Regions from separate parts of the Zea mays genome. Here region 2 is linked to region 1. A link is a contact called in public Hi-C data. All regions are on one chromosome and are shown on one strand. Each heading gives the region's core, a stretch centred on a gene start, on an enhancer-like site or on the middle of the called end of the contact. The rest is flanking DNA. Distances are from core to core; before and after follow the strand shown. Region 1 has its middle 91 kb from the start of LOC100281976. Region 2 holds the start of LOC100279142.

Evidence for each region. A called contact is a pair of places that touch in the nucleus more often than the background predicts.
Region 2: a Hi-C map of tassel shows a contact between it and region 1, with 3 times the contacts expected there. The contact joins the promoter of LOC100279142 here to the enhancer-like site in region 1. A contact is called at or near these places in 2 of 25 Hi-C or Micro-C datasets (ear and tassel).

What each region holds. Positions count from the first base shown.
Region 1 is chr5:87,039,131-87,044,563 of Zm-B73-REFERENCE-NAM-5.0, reverse strand. No RefSeq gene overlaps it. Among protein-coding and RNA genes, the nearest start is that of LOC100281976, 91 kb to the right of the region's middle. Within about 2 kb of position 3,498, at least 16 of the 20 cell types and tissues checked have an H3K27ac peak or open chromatin away from gene starts, as enhancers often do. A contact at or near this core is called in ear and tassel, where this site is marked.
Region 2 is chr5:87,255,086-87,260,703 of Zm-B73-REFERENCE-NAM-5.0, reverse strand. It overlaps LOC100279142, which reads left to right and starts at 1,366. Exons shown (of 1, transcript NM_001152178.1): 1 at 1,366-1,977. The coding sequence starts at 1,498. The coding sequence ends at 1,827.

The DNA of each region.
Region 1 (5,433 bases), core at 2,249-4,748:
CAACCAATTTTGATGTCTGTTTACAACGGCTTTCACAGGCCAAAGCCCGCTGATGTAGCTGAGCTATTGAAAAGAACTGAGTGCCATCTAATTTGTCTCTTAAGTAGGATAGCAAGCCATTAAAAGCCAGCTAAACTAGCTCTTTATCTGCGACATGGATCCGAAAGCATCGATTTCTAGTGTCCCGAAACCTCCAGTTATAATCATTAACCGATTCTTCGTGTTCCTATCGGACTGAGGCTAAATCAGCTAACCCTAATTCATATTCTCCGGAAAAGAAATGTTCATGAAATTTGCTCTCTAAATCATTCCAGAAATTAAAGGAATTAGGAGGCAGGGTGTTGTACCATGCAAAAGCGGTACCAGTAAGGGATAAAGAAAATAAACGAACACGAAAGGCTTCCCCATCGGCCAATTCGCCTATGTGTGCTAGGAACTGGCCTATATGTTCGTGTGTGCTTCTACCATTTTCACCAGAAAACATAGAAAACTCTGGTATCCTTGCCCCTTGTGGATATGGGACAGTGTCTAACCGGTGATCATATGGCTTTTGATATGATTGTCCTACTCTGGCTACACTAACTCCGAGACTATCTCAAAATAGTTCAGCCATCTCTTCCCTAATTTTCTCTATTGAGCCCGGTGGCAAACCATCGGACCCTGGGCTGTGGGGCTCATTCGGTCAGGCATTACTATGCTGACCTTCTTACCGTGACCGATCGATAATGTTGATCTGCCTGTGATCATATGGTGCGTTGTGGTTTAAATATGTAGGGGGTGGAATGTACTGCTGCTGTGGTGTGTAATAATTTGGTGCATAGTGTGCAACAGTAGGTTCTGCGTATGCGTATCCGGTCTGTCCGGTGGTAAATTCGAACTACTCGGTTGTGTTCGGTACTATTGGGGTGCCACGTGGTGGTCTTGGTGCATCCCGGACTGTTTGGCAGGGAAAGATGGACGATCCGAGTAAGGGCCAGATTGTCTGGGCAAAAGCTCGAACAGTCCGACTGTGTCTAGGGGCGCCGATCTGCCAAGGGACGGTGGTGGTGGTATTTGCCCTGGATACGAGTTCATCGGCGTACCATATAATGGTTAGGAATCCCCATTTGTTGCCGATGTATTAGACATCGATATCCTATTACTAGTTTTATATGATAGAAAACTAGTAGCAACATACTTCTCCAACGCACATGTTAATTTTCTAGTTGATTATTCTAACCTTCTAATCTATTGTTTCATTTGATTCTATTGCTGATCTACATAATGTTTAATAGATTGGATGTCGTCAGGTTTACTTACGTTGGGGATTTGAAGCGAAGATATAAGAGATGCGACGTCGGTCTCTCCATGTTTGACAACCTTATGGTGCCGATCCACCGTGTATTGTGACAAGAATGTTTCCTTCGCTTGACGCATGTAGTCTTCGTATTGTTGTTGCTCTCAGCTCTCAGACTTTCAACAGTCGGCTTCAGAATATTATCTGGGGAAATATCGATGTGATCTTTAGAACCGGCCATTTGAGGGCCTGATTTTTAGTATATCTAGACACCTAGTCCCCAGCGGAGTTGTCAAAAAGTGTGTTGGCGCCGATCTGGGCCGAACACTAGAAAGGACCGCCTGACGGGACTCTCCGCGGAGGCGCGGACGGTCCGCAGCATGGAGCCAAATGGTCTGTGACCTGGGCGCAGGAGCAGCTCCTCCTCTGCGTACATCCGGACGGTCCGCACCTAGGGCTCAGATGGTCCACGATGGCGTAGAGCGTCGTCTTGTTCACAGCAGACCTAGATCTCGCCTCCCGGGAGGGACCCTGTCAGGAAGGAGAGATCATAGGGTGTGTCTTGGTATCGGCAGGCCAGCCAAGACGTCTCTAGTCGACGTAGAGCCGAAAATAGGTGAAGATTTGAGGTAGAGAGAGACTAAACTAGAGCTATTCCTAATGCATAAAATAAAAAAGATAAGTAGATTTGATTAGATCGATTATGGAGGTTCAATCGGCCATAGTCTTTCATCTATATAAAGGGAGGTCTGGACCCGTTACAAATTGGTTCCCGAGTTAATCCCACAGGTTTAGCTAACAGATCCCGTAAGAAATCCGGAATCCTAAATGATTCTACGCGCGCGCGGATGGTCTGTGCCGCTACAGCGGACAGTCTGGACCGCAGACAGGTGTTAGGGGCGGACCGTCCGCAAGCAAAAATTTTTTTTTGTGTCCAACAAGGTGCATATCCATATATATGTATTCCTGGGCCATGCAGCTGCGAACTAATGATTGTGCATTTGTTTCTTCCCAAAAATAAGAATGGAAAGGAAAGAACATTATCTATTGGTTTGAAATACCTTTTTCATCATATTTTGAGAAACAAACTACAGGAGTGCATGAATTCTTTCCAAGGCTAACCCATTCGTGGTCTAAGAGAAGAAAAGGAACTAGTAATTGCTAACTAGTTAGATGTCTTGACGTACGTATCTTCAGCGGGGCAGTTACCACTGTGGGAGATAATGTGTCTCAACTAGCAATGCTAAAGTAATTTTTGGGGAAAAAATATAAATGCACTTTCATAATTGCCAATTCATGTTTGAAGTGTTCCTGAACACATATAGCACACAAAGAGCAAGCACTGAAACATATGGGCAAGCACAAAAACTTGGGTTCATCAGAACTGAGTAAACATGCTAGATGGTTTTTAGAAAATATTGCAGTGACCAAAAGTAAATCTTAGTTGGTTTTTATGATCGGCCACCTGCTCATTCCACACACCCAAACACGAATTTATATCTGTGTACTCATGACTGCCTGCAGCTCTGCATTGCTGTGCATATAGATAGGAAGGCGATGGCTTCCATTTATGCACTGATGATAGTGAAAAGAAACGGCCTCTTCATATAGCTGGCCGCTGGCGCATGGAAGTGGTGTAGAGCAGCTGACCACAGAGTTGAAGTGTTCAACAACTTTTCCCTTTCTTTGGTTTGGTTGCTGATGGCAAGTTCGTCGAGATTCTTTCTCCTGTCTAGCATCATTTGGTACAGATTCATTCAGAGAGTTAAAAGTTCTGAAGTTTATAACCGACGCACCCGAATGATTTGTAGTTCAGATTAACTAGTGAAGAAAATACTGCTTCGTCTATTATTGCACGCTGGTCGATCTAGATTGTTTATAGAGTGGTTTATATATATTGAAACACAAAACAATGTAACAGAGGTACATGCCAGAACTTGATCATGAGCACATGAGACGTTCAGATCGGATGATTAACCTTCTGGTAAGCTTTCTGTTGTGGTTAGGTGACATACGCATGGACGTGCCATTTGTCGTCCAGCGGCGTGAAATGAAACGGACAAGGCAACGGTGAAGTTGTCAAGTGTGATGAAGGCTCAAAGTGTCAGTCAGTAACCCATTCCAATTAAAACTGGCAATTTGTTGGTATGGGCCGACGTCCATGCAGGCCGGGCTAGCGTAGAGGGAAAGACAAGGAGCCGGGCTTGCCGCTGCCGGCCTACGACGAGTCAAAGGACGTTGCTGATGTGGCTGACGTGCAATTTATCTCCATCATTGCGCCTGCGGCTACATCATTCAGGCTGGCTAGCCGCAAACCATCGTTGCTGATGTGGCGTTATATAACACGTCTGACATGACGCGTCTAATTTTTAGTCTCTTTATTTTTTTATTTTAGTCCATATAATATTAAATAAAGAAATTAAAATAGAGTTTAAATTTTCGTATTTAGTAATTTAGAGACTAAATTGAATAAGTCTATTAACTTGACAACTATCAAGAAGAAAAAAACAACCAATTGCAATAGTTGAAGAGTGAAAACATTCGTTTGTATGGTCTCTACATCATCAACGATAGGGCCCCGTTTGGTTGCCACAAATTCTGAGAATCACCACCAAGCACAAAATCCAAGGAAATCTAGGTGAAGCTTGATAATGGTAGATAGTCTATTGTGGCTCATTATCCAAGGTAAAAAAATCTGTGATGTTTGGTTTGCCATGTAGATTCTATAGGTGGGATTCTGGTTATCACCTCCAACAAAACGTATCCTAAATATGTCCTTGAAATAAAAAATCGCATAATTATGCTACTGGCAATAGGTTGAAGTTGAGAGATTCTACTAACAACACAATAGATATTCTCGTGTCATTGGATATAGTAACTTTTCCAAGCCATTTGACATTGTATTTGTTATTATCACCAAATGTTATGCTCCTAAACCCATCCTTGCCATATGTATTAATTGAATTGAACATCGTCATATGTTAAGTGTGTCCACTATCAAACACTCAATGTCTTCCTCTAGCCTTGTAGCTAACCAACAAAATAAATTTCTTTTAAATACCCTAAGGTCCCGTTTGTTTCCTTTCATTTTGAGGAATTGCAATCTTACTAATGGAATATGCCATTTTTTTAGAATGTGGCATTCCACCACTTTCCAAAGTTATCATATAAGCTTATCTCAAATTCATGGGGTGAGAGATGGAAATTGATTCTATAAATTTACATGTTGTTTTTCCAATGCACAACTTATAGCACACTCTTGTACTTGCTTTACTATAACATAAATGTAGTATATAACTATCTCTCTCATATGATTTAGGATAATATACAAATATATTACATATATAAATATATGAACTTAATTAGTTTTATCTAAATTATAATTATTAAAACGGAATTCAATTCCAACGAAACAAACGGGGCCTAACTTTATTTGGATTCTCTAATGTTAGTAACTAAGCCCTTGGACACCAAAATTGCCTTTTTGGGCTAGGGATGGCAACGGGTCGGGTAGAGTAAATACCCGCCCGCAACCATACTTGCGGGGATTACTCATGCTCGCTCGTAACTATACATGCGGGTAAAATTTTGTACATGTGTCCGTCGGGTATCGAGCGGATATCGGGTACTCATCGGGTATAATTATATTGTATGTACATGCTTAATTTTGTACATGTGCTCCTACCCGTCGATTGGTTTTCTTATATATACGCATTAGTTGGGACATCTATACTATACTTAAAGCACCAGTTTCAACGGTCGTCCCGCGTCATCTTTTTATAAATAACCCCTCACAAATATTTCAAATTAATTTGTTGCACGCCTATATATGGCCAAACGGCGACCCGGCACGGGCCAGACGCACGCGGGACACAACTATGGTCCAGGCATGTCATGTCGGCCAGCTGACTGTGTCGGGCCAGCCCGTCGGCCCATTTGATTAAATCAGCGTAAAATGTCTATACTATACTTAAATCACCAGTTTCAACGGTCGTCCTGCGTCATCTTTTTACAAATAACCCCTCACAGCTATTTCAAATTAATCCGTTGCACGCCTATAGATGGCCAAACGGTGGCCCGGCACGGGCCAGACGCACGCGGGCCACAACTATGGCCCAGGCACGTCATGCCGGCCTGCTGACTGTGTCGGGTCAGCT
Region 2 (5,618 bases), core at 117-2,616, 220 kb before region 1:
TCTAATGGCATAGAGGGAATTTTCTCTTTAATCTATCAGGATCAAAAGCATCTCCAGTGTGCTCCCGCCTCCCTCCACAATGCAGTTGTGCGCTGTGTCTGTGTGTGCCTGCCTACACGGCTCTACGTCAGCTGATAGGAAATCGGATGAGACTGGCCTGTCAGGCTGCTGCCTGAAGCGATGATCTGATTGAGTGGCCGCCGCTGAGGGCGTGCTTTATTGCCCGCCATATATAGGGCTCTCTTTACATTACAGAGCCCCTGGGTGCCTATATACCAAAGCAAATAATCAGATCAGTGACTGGCAGTAGCAATAGTGAAGTGAAAAGAGAAGGTAGTAGGACACCGCCTTTCTCCATCTCTACAGTTCTATACCAGAATACCATCTGCTTATCGTTCTCACGATGACGCCGTTTCTGTTGATGGTAGCTAGTTTATGAACGCTGATAGACAGTCTTGCCAGATTTCAGATTCCCTCCCAAGGGTAATTTGGTCATTGTTATCTATCACTAGTCCTGAGTCTGCACTTCATTGTTTGATTGCTCTGTAACTACTGTAGCTGTTCAAACTGCTGCAGCTGCAATCTATAAAAATAAAAGCCATAGCTGGATTAAAGCCGCAGCCAATAATATGCTAAGAAACGATGCCAAACTGCAGCGCCTGACTGACGACTCCATGAGGCATGCATTATTGCATTGTAACTCGTGAGGTTCTTGAGACGAGGCATATACGCTACGGTCGGTTGCCCAGATTTGGCTTTTACCGCGACGCTGCGCACATGTTTTGGTTTGGACTTTGGAATCAAGTGCAGTGCAGAATATGCAGATAGATAGATAGGCGCCAAAAGCCCAAAAGGGGACTGTGCCAGCACGTGACGTGAGAGAAGGCCCCATGGATCATCGATCGGTCCCATGGAGCAGGCGAGGGGCCTCAGATTAGCACGCTCGTGTGACTCCTCGTCAGCGTGCTGCTGCCCATGGACGGATCCACTGCTAGCTTGATGGCAAACCTTGTCGTCACCGGTCACTTGCCTGCCTGCACCGCCGTACGTTTGGCTTCAGGGCCGGTTCGTTTACTCTACTCTGAAACGGTTAAACCGTTCTAGCCGGAATGGTAGATTCATGTTTGTATTAGCATTGGCTAGATGTACAATAATTTGGGGTCCCAATCCTAACTAAACGAACGGGCCCTTAAGCAATCCCTTGCAGGCAAACAACTCACTCATGTGCCCTTCTATCACTAGGCACGCACATAACTCGTGCACGTCCCTATTAATTAATTATAAACCACGGTTGACAGACACGGGACACCCCCAGGCCCCAACCCACCAGCAAGAACGCATTCCCCGGTTCCCCCCCACTCCACTGTCCACCCCGGTCCCCGGCACTCATCAGTCATCACTCCTCCAGCTTGCTCGAGTCACGATCCCTCCCTCCCCCCCACACAGGCAGGCGCCAGGAAAGCAAGCAAGCCGCCGGGACGCGCGGGCGGGCGGCGCATGGCGGAAGGAGGCAGCTCCACGGCACCCTCGGCCCCGCCGTGCTGCGGCCTGGCGCGGCTACTGCGGCGCCTGCGGCGGCAGGGCAGCCGGGCGCTGTGCGCGGCCGCGGCCTCGCGCCGCCACCGCGCGTCGTGCCGCCAGTACGACCCGCTCAGCTACGCGCGCAACTTCGACCTCGGCCGCGACGCCGCCGACGCCGAAGACGCGCGCATCTACTACGCCTGCTCCTTCTCCTCGCGCTACGCGCTCGTCCCGCCCCCCGCCTCCTCGTCCGCCGTCGGCCCCGCTGCTGCCCTGGATAGCCTGCCGGTCGCCGCCAACAGATAGTGCTTGTGCTGTCAAATCAAATGATTCTAGGTAGTATAGGGCTATAGGCAGCTTGGCTGGTGCACCGTCCTCCTTCCTGTACATTAACCAAGGAGAAGGGTACAATTTTATTCCCTTTTCCCTATTTTTTTAAAGTTTAGACCTATGGATGAACTAATACCATTTTTATAGTTTAATGACTTGTTTAGTAGAAGGAGATTAAGATTTGAGAGGCTAAAATCCTTTACCGAATAAAAGGATTTTAGCCACTTTAATTCTCTTGCTCCTAAACATCTATTGTGGATCAAGCCCGATTCATGATTTTAAAAGACTCTAGACCAACCTAGATATCTGCCCCTCTTAATATATATACACTTTTCTAGTTTTATATCGCTAAAAAGGTATTTTAATAGAAAAATATAAACATAAGTGTCAAACTAGTAAAAATTTGACACTCCATTTAGCATTACACAATTTCTCTCAACAAATAGAGCATTTTTTAAGCTGAATTATTCTGGTTGCCTACACCCTTCGTATTCACCACTTATTTCACTCACTATTTTAAACTCCACTATATAAATAATAGAGCATACAATACAAAATAGTGTTCTGCACGCCCGTATACATGGTTTATTGGACACAACCTAAGGATAATAATTAGATCAACATTTGTCAATATATCCTTCTCGATAGAACACGTAGCCAAGCCGTACAGACATTTGGATAATAGTCTGAAATTTTGATTAATTGAAGAATATCAGTTGTTAACATCAAATTATCTAATAAAGTTACTCACAATACTTATAATTCATCTTGTCACAACCACGACATGGTATGTAACATTATGTATGTGACATGATATGTAGTAATAAAAATATTAGTATACATATGTATAAACTTTTTTGGGCCCCTAAAATCGTTGGGCCCTAGGCGATCGCCCCTCTGGCCAGGCCAGATACGGCCCTGGTGTTGACTCTTCTTAAGGGTATCTCAACGAATTCGCTCGAGGGCTTAGGATCTGCATTAGCTCCAGTGTGTCAAATGCGTCCGGTCGACCATATGATCAAACTCTAAACGACCTCAAGGTCGCCCCATTCAATGACCTCCCGACCAACTTGATGAACTCGCTTGGGGCTCGTAGGTCTGTGTCTGCTCTAGTGCACCAAGTGCGCCCAGACTACCAAATGATAGGTCTGCGTCCAATCCAGCATTCCAAGTTCACCTAGCCGACTAGATGATTGAACTTTGTCCGACCACAAAGTCGTCCCACTAAATGACCACTCGATGGACTTTCTCAGAGGCTTAGGATTATGCGTCCGCCCCAACATACAAAACGTGATCCTCCGACCTAACGACCAAAATAATCTTTGAATAATATCTCGCTAAGAGCTCGGGCCCATAGAGTGCACCAATGACCACTACGCATGTCAACCCCGTAACGATTTTATAAAATCACCTGAGGGCTTGAGGGCTGCATCCACTAGATGCTACGTGCACCTAGTGGGTATATCTTGAAAAACTTAGGTCATCTCACTTGACACCCCCGATAGATTTTACAAAATCACCTAGGTATTAGGGCTACGTCTATCGGACGTGCTACGCGCGTGCGGTGGTTCTGTCTTAAAAACTTAGGCCATTTCACTTGATAACCTCAGCCATTTTTTACAAAATCACCTCGGGCCATGCGCCCGATGGGTCTATCTTGAAAAACTTAGATTATCGCACTCAACAATCCCAGACTGATTTTATAAAATCACTTAAAGGCTATGTCCACCATATGTGTTACACGCGCCTGAACAGCCAGGATGACCAGATCCTACTTGAAACTTTGGCAAACAATATTCTTCACTAGGACTAAACCAAGCATGAGGTAGACTCACACATGTTGCACTAGATGTGTTTGATGATGAACATAATGTGTGCACCGAGCATGGGGTAGATTCACATATGATACACAACTTCTAGGCGAGCATAATGGAGTCTGTCGGAGGGCGAATCCTCCAGCCCGGTGGTAGATTGCACCCTCCCTAGTCCTCAAATGAGGAGCATGCTAACCTACATCTACTGAGAGTTGTGTTGCTTGAGAACTTGGGAGTCGTCAATCTGAGTGTGAAATTGACTTCCTTTGATACAGAGGAAGCGCCCTCCCTTTTATAGTTCAAGGGGGAACGACACAAGGGAGCTTCAGACCCTGACAGGTGGGCCTAGGAGAGTTTACAATATGGAACAGGAAACACTAGATAGAGCTGAGAACACAAGATCTTCCTTGACGCGTATCCCTTTTTGGTCGTTACGCAGGCTCCTAACATCCTATCCTCTTGTTTTGTCTAATTAGAGTATGCATGCAGCCCTTGCGATAGGTTGTGGCGTAGCCTGCTACTCTGTCGTGTGTAGGTGGGTGTCGTCTTGTCTCGTACACCCGTTTCTTCATGCCTCGGTAACACACGAACAACAGTGAAGTCATAATGAAGGGCACCCCAAACGGTGCACAAGGTCATTGCCCTTGCCTCGGTAATGTGTGAATAACAGTAAAATCCGCACGTTGCAGGTCTGGCGCGCTGTGTGCATTTAATGCTAGGGATACGCTACCCACTGCTGGCGCAGGAAACTACATCCCATCCGCACTCAATGCTGGCGGGCCCTATATCAGAGGCTTTCATGAGGCATCGTCTGGTGGCTTACGCTAGGTGCGTCTGGCCACGTGTTGGCACCGAACCTCAACCTGGACAGGGGCAGGCCCGGGAATAAGCGTTAGCACATCATTCCTAGGCCTTCCATGGCTCTAGGCTTGGACCGCACCCAAGGGGGTCTAGGTCCCGGCCGCACTTGTTTGGATACATGGTGACATTGGACCTCACTTGGCCTAAGGTCCAGATGGTATTTTCTAGACCCGGAGCCACTCCGAAGGATCAGTGCTGCAGTCAGAGAGTGCCTTCTTCTTCGAGGTTTTGTGCTTCCTTCAAACCCCTTTTACTAGGGATCCGACGGGCCCACAAGGAGGTCCGGGTCCTATTTGCAGGATCCCAAATATATAGCTGAAGTTATTGATTCTTCCCTTTATGGGGGCTTGATGGAGATAGTGATTGAGCCCAGGAGACGAGCATGTCCTAGCCACAACTCCATATGGAGGGCCTTAGCCCCACGTTGGGTTGGTTGCCCATGAAATCCTCAATGGTGGCCACCAGGGTCTCACCTTGACATAGCAGGAGTGGGTACCCCATATTCAGGGTACCGACAGAGTCCTATGTGCACCAGATATGACTCACCGAGCATGCCTAGTGTAGCACCCAATGACACACCATATAGGTGACTTAGAGAGCTTGTAAACTAGCACAGTCGATCTAACACTCATGGGACGGGTCAAGTGTTGCACCAAACATTGCACCAAATATGTAACTTAGAGAGCATGTAAAACACATTTTTGGCTCTAACATGAATTAGGTGTACATGGTGTTGTGTCTAGTGTATGTACCGGATACCTAACAAATTATAACTGCTAGTTTGTAGCTATTGGAATCATAGTCATTTGGAGTGCACCGGACATGTTCAATTCAAGCGCTAGTGGTGCATTGGACATGTCATGTGCCCCTAATTTTAGCCTATAAAGTGATAGTAATTGGATTTTATTATGGGTATATAAATATACCTCTTGACCATCCTTGGCTAACATTCTTATATTTCATTCACTTGTGAACACCTCTTAAAGCTAGAGAAACACACTTCACAACTTGCATCTTGTAGATCATTATTAGGGTGAGATTGAAGAGCTCATAGTGCATCATGTGTAGTTCTTGTATCATATGGCACTAGTT